Linked DNA regions of Sus scrofa: region 2 is linked to region 1. A link is a contact called in public HiChIP or PLAC-seq data. All regions are on one chromosome and are shown on one strand. Each heading gives the region's core, a stretch centred on a gene start, on an enhancer-like site or on the middle of the called end of the contact. The rest is flanking DNA. Distances are from core to core; before and after follow the strand shown.

What was found. HiChIP or PLAC-seq counts read pairs in DNA pulled down with a chosen protein or histone mark.
Region 2: a contact with region 1 is called in an H3K27ac HiChIP or PLAC-seq map of alveolar macrophages. The contact joins two enhancer-like sites. A contact is called at or near these places in 1 of 5 promoter capture datasets (fetal liver) and 1 of 2 datasets of contacts at active chromatin or transcription factors (alveolar macrophages).

Annotation. Positions count from the first base shown.
Region 1 is chr6:17,218,482-17,221,175 of Sscrofa11.1, forward strand. All of the region lies in intron 1 of WWP2 (NEDD4-like E3 ubiquitin-protein ligase WWP2), which reads right to left. Among named protein-coding and RNA genes, the nearest start is that of WWP2, 8.2 kb to the right of the region's middle. Within about 2 kb of position 1,305, at least 6 of the 83 cell types and tissues checked have an H3K27ac peak or open chromatin away from gene starts, as enhancers often do. A contact at or near this core is called in alveolar macrophages, where this site is marked.
Region 2 is chr6:17,518,300-17,520,993 of Sscrofa11.1, forward strand. No RefSeq gene overlaps it. Among named protein-coding and RNA genes, the nearest start is that of CYB5B, 38 kb to the right of the region's middle. Within about 2 kb of position 1,347, at least 26 of the 83 cell types and tissues checked have an H3K27ac peak or open chromatin away from gene starts, as enhancers often do. A contact at or near this core is called in alveolar macrophages, where this site is marked.

The DNA.
Region 1 (2,694 bases), core at 55-2,554:
TTTTAAATCGTTGCAATTTTCACTTAAAATTTTTAAAAAAGTCACTGACTCTACGGAACAGGAATCGAGAACAAAAAAGGAGTGAAGCAGTGAAGTGCTGTTGCATTTTAAGCCATGTACTGCTATTTGAGATTCTAATACATGTGCATGCATTATTTGGGGCATAAATAAAATTTAAAGTCAAGAAAGGAAAAGGGTTCTCTTCAAATCAGGTTACAGGATGATGTCCTCATTTCATTTTTACAAGAGCATCCCATCTGTATTTAATTAGCATAGTGGGTTGAATTGTGGTTCCTACAGAGACACGCGTACATGCTAACCCCTCTGGAACCTGTGAATGGGACCTTACTTAGAGATAGGGCCCTTATAAAGGTAATTAAGTTAAGGATCTCATCCTTTGGGGTGGCCCAGTGCCCCTACAGGCGACAAAACAGACAAGACAGGGACACAGGAAAGATGGGCACGAAGCACAGGTCAGACATTGGAGTCTCACAACCCAAGCCCACAAACGCCTGCAGCCACTAGCAGCCACAAAGACGGAATCTGCAGACGGATCTGGAGCCTGCTGACATAGGGGACACCTTGACTTTGGACTTCTGGCCTTCAGAACTAGAAAGGAATAAACTTCTGTGAAACCATTGAGTTTGTGGTCATCTGTTACACACATAAGGAATTGGAAATAGGAGCGAAAAAGCCTTTTTTAGAAGGTGTGGATTTCATGACAAGAGGCTGAAGCTGGAGGGCCTCTCCAGCAACACATTCTCGGTGCCCCCGACTCCCACATCCACCCGCACATAGGCCCCCCGGGAACTTCCCTTAAGAGATAACCCCTGCACAACAAATCAACTATACTTTAATAAAAGAAGAAGAGGAAGAAGTAATGACCCTTGCAGTCACAGGGGGCTGTGGTCTTGCTGAAGGTGTTGTCCGTTTCTTAATTGTGACTCCAGGTACAAGTCAGAATCCCAAATGCACCATTTCATTACCTTTTAAGAAACAAGTATTTTTCATGCTCTATTCAGAACAGTATGTTGATGCCACTACTAACACAACAGTCGATCAGCCTTTGAGAATTTGAGAACCCTGTTCCAGTGACAAGTGACAGAATGAAGCAAGAAGGGCCACAAGAGATGACACGCAGTCTCCCTCTGATCTTCGAATGAAAGCTTTGCCATCTTCCTCCTCCTCTTCGCCTCCCTTTCCCTTTTCTACTTTGCTAGGCCCTCCCTCCCCTGATTTCTTCCTTTTTCTTGTTGTGACACAGCCACGCCCTGTGTGGCTGTTGAGCCGCCACCAAAAGGGTAGCCACCCTCAGCTCAGAGTTAGACTGTGGCCCAGCCTCAACTACCAGCTGCCAGGGCCTTATCAGCTCTGCCCAAAAGGGAAGAAACAGTGCCCATACATCTTTACTTTTAAATAAGAAACACCCCACCCCGCCCCAAAAAAACTTTCATTGCCTGTAATCCACTGGCTGTTAGAAAAGAAGAAGCTACCCGGCGTTGCCGTGAGCTGTGGCGCAGGATGCAGATGCAACGTGGCTCTGGGGTGGCTGTGGCTGTGGCTGACAGCTGCAGCTCCGATTCGACCCCTAGTCTGGGAACTACCATGAGCCTCGGGTGAAGTCCTGAAATTGAAAAAAAAAAAAAGAAAGAAAGAAAGAAAGAAAAGAAAATATTCACTAAGGTAGTAATTACTGAATCCTTCTCATTAGTGAAATTAAGCATCTCAAGGGCCCACCTGCTAGTTCACAGTTTCCAGAGACATTCAAGAAGACAACAAAGATTTACCAGAGTCCTTTTTGGTTAAAATATTTCAAATACTTGAGCTCAAAAAAGCAGGGTCATTACTTTTCAACATATTCAACTGGGAACAATAGAGGAAACTGAATAACACACAACAGGAGTTCCTGTCGTGGCACAGTGGTTAATGAATCCGACTAGGAAACCTTGAGGTTTCCCTGGCCTTGCTCAGTGGGTTAACAGATCTGGCGTTGTCATGAGCTGTGGTGTAGGTCGCAGACACGGCTCCGATTCCGAGTTGCTGTGGCTGTGGCGTTAGGCCTTCGACTACAGTTCTGATTCGACCCCTAGCCTGGGAATCTCCATATGCCACGGGAGTGGCCCTAGAAAAGGCAAAAAGACAAAAATAAATAAATAAATAACACACAGCAGCCAGAAAAGAAAAGATGGTGGCTACTGTCACCTGCACCAAAATCTGGACTTGATCTCAACAGAACACAGAGGAAAGGATGCATGGTTGATTCTTTGTTATTTTTTATTTTTGTTGAAATATAAATCACAGGCCACGAGCTCACCCTTTCAAAGCATACAATTTAGTGGGATTTAGTATATTCACAGAGCGGTACAACCATCCCCATTATGAAATTCCAGAGCAGTTTCATCAACCAAAAAGAAACCTCACACCCACTAATAGTTGCTCCACATTCTTCTTTGCTCACCAGCCCCTAACCACTCATCCACTCTGTTTCTACGGACCTGCCTATTCCGGACATTACAAATAAACAGACTCATGCAACACGTAGTCTTTTGAATCGGGCTTCTTTCACTAAGCATAATTTTTTTAGGGCTCACCTATGCTGCAGCATGTATCCTCAGTTCATCCTTTTTTCAGCTGAGTAATATTCCACTGTATGGATAGACCACATTTTGTTTATCCCATCATCAGTCAAGAGAT
Region 2 (2,694 bases), core at 97-2,596, 300 kb after region 1:
TGCTTTACCATGGTGCAAGTGATATGCATTCAGCAAAATCCGTATTTTGAATGTTGGTCTTTTTCTGTGCTAGTGAGACCCAGTACGATACTCTCTAGCATACTGGGACATGACCACATTGTAAGTGAGGAAAGATCTGTATAGAGTATATAGACATCCACTAAGCTAATTAATGTTAGATGACTGATGTTACTTACAATTACCAATCATTTAGGAGATAGTGTGGGTGTTTCTTACCTTAAATTTACGTAAATGAAATCACAATCTTCTACCTCAAGTTTTCAACCAGTCAACCAGGATTTGTCAAGTACCTGCCAAACACTCAGCATCAGGAAGAGACATGTGCCTTATGAGGACTGACATTGAAACAACAGATTCAAACACGAGTAATAAGAATGGGACTTTCCTTTCCTGTTAATAATCATCAATTCACGTGACAGCGAAAATACTAAGCCCTAACGAACTGTGTCTCACTGGTCATGTTAGAAGGCTATCAGTAGGTTTTAAAAGTAATTATAAAAATGGTTTATTTCCCTTGTTTTATTAACACAGTCACTAGAACTTCGAGCTCAATGTTTCACTTTCCCCAACAGTTCAGCCATTTCCAAGAAAAACAAGCATTTAAAGAGTGGCGCTATAGATAACAAGTGTTATTACCTTGAAATGACTTCTTTATCAGATGGTTTCAGTAAAAACAGAACTTCCAAGCTGTCTACCTGGTTGCCACTTCACATCCGTTAATACAGCAAAACTCTTAATTTTTGCGTCTCACAATCTTCGCCTTTCATTTCGGGGAAAGAGCAGCAGCATGACTCCCGAAGAACCGTGGAACTCCCCCATCAAGTTATGCTAACACAAGATTAGCACAGAGATGACTTTTATGCTTCTCAAGTTCTTTTCTTCCAGACACCTGAGAATTCCAGAGCCAACATTTCCACTTAAAAAAAAAAAAATTTTTTTTTTTTTTAAATAACCGTAGCCAGGGCAAGAAAAGGAAAACAGTATCTTTATTGTGTGTCGTTCTAACAAACATTCACTGTGTGCACATTCCAGCAGAAAGAGACAAAGATCTTTGTTCAAAATATGCTGAAATAAAATAGGTAAACAAACTCCATTATTGAATACACAAAAGGAATGTTAATATTACTTGCTCATAGTTGAGGGTGAAGTTAAAAAAAGTGGGGGGGGATAATCATAGTAATGTTTTGCCAAAATAGCCAATGTAGAAAAAAGGTGCAGGCAACGTGCAGCTCTGAAAATTCTCGAGTGACAGGCTGGATGTAGGGTGGGTAACTTGACAACCTCTCTGCTTCTTGGAACCTCCCGCTGGGAGCACTCCCACAAGTTCCAAACCCAGCTTTTTCAGAGCACAACAGCCAAACGGGACTAACTTCCCCATTACTTTTGTGATATTTGGCAAAAGAATAGGATGGTTAAAAAAAAAAAAGTGTTAACCTCCTGTTGCGACAGGTCTGAATCCATTTCTCCCTCGGAAGTAATGAGCATTAATGGTGTACATTTCTAAATTGGAATTTAATCAGAGAGATATCGCTTGAGATTTTAAGCATGAGATACGACATAAGTAATGACATAGCTGGCCTGTAAAGCATTTTTTTCATTGCTCCCCATGGGAACTGAATGAGTGTACACTCAACAATGTTCTTATTTCCCAACATGGGCCTCATGACAACTGCTCAAAGAACTTCACAGGCTCAAATGATAGGTTCCAATGCATTTTTGCTTCTGCTCAAGTGGTCACATAAGAACTAAACACAGTATATATAAACTTTGTCCCCACCACTTTCCTGTCTTTACAAATATAAGTCATTTAGAAACCAAAACCAAACAACAATAACAAAAAAAAAAGAAAACAAAACAAAACAAAACAAAACAAAAAAGAAACCAAAACCAATTCTGAGAGACAGAGGCAAGGACATTCGGGCCCCCGCACTAGCATCCCCATTTGGGGGACAGTCAGTTCGCCTCACCTCCTCCCTGGGATCAGCAGCCATTACACGTACAGAAGGGTGGGTGGCAGCACTGAGTCCTCCTTGGGAATAAACAGCCAAACACCCCAGAGACCCCCCAGGAGGCTCTGCCATCCAGCAGGGACTGGCTCCACTGGCTCTCCAGGTGGGATTCACAACCTAGCAAAGTTGAGACTGTTTCTCGAGAACTTGAGTCTACTTCTTAAAACAAAAGTCCTTTTTGATGGATTTGGCTCACATACTGTATTACTTTATTGTTTAGAAAAACCTCTGCGAACTCTCACACAAGCTCTCCCTTTCACCTGGCTGTTTCTGTAGGAAGCAGGAAAATAGTAAATGGACCTACAAGTGGTTTTTATAATACAAAGTGACATCACATTAGCAACAGATGAAAAGAAGCCCTGGGTACTGGATGGATTTCATGGATGGTTGAGACCAAGTCTGAAAATCTTTTCCTCTGGCTCTGAATAAAAACAAGTTCCCATATAAACAGGAAAAAGACAACCCATATGAAATAGAAAAGCCTATCTTTTGCATTGATCTTTACCCTAAAAATATCAAAAACACACATTTTACTTACAAATGTCATTCTTTAATGTTTCTTCTAAGCCAGATGTTTTTCATTCCGTTTTGCCAACACACTTTTAATTGACCCAAGTTATCTTCTGGCTTAGTTTCAGCCTGAATGCTCCCTTTCCAGCTCCTC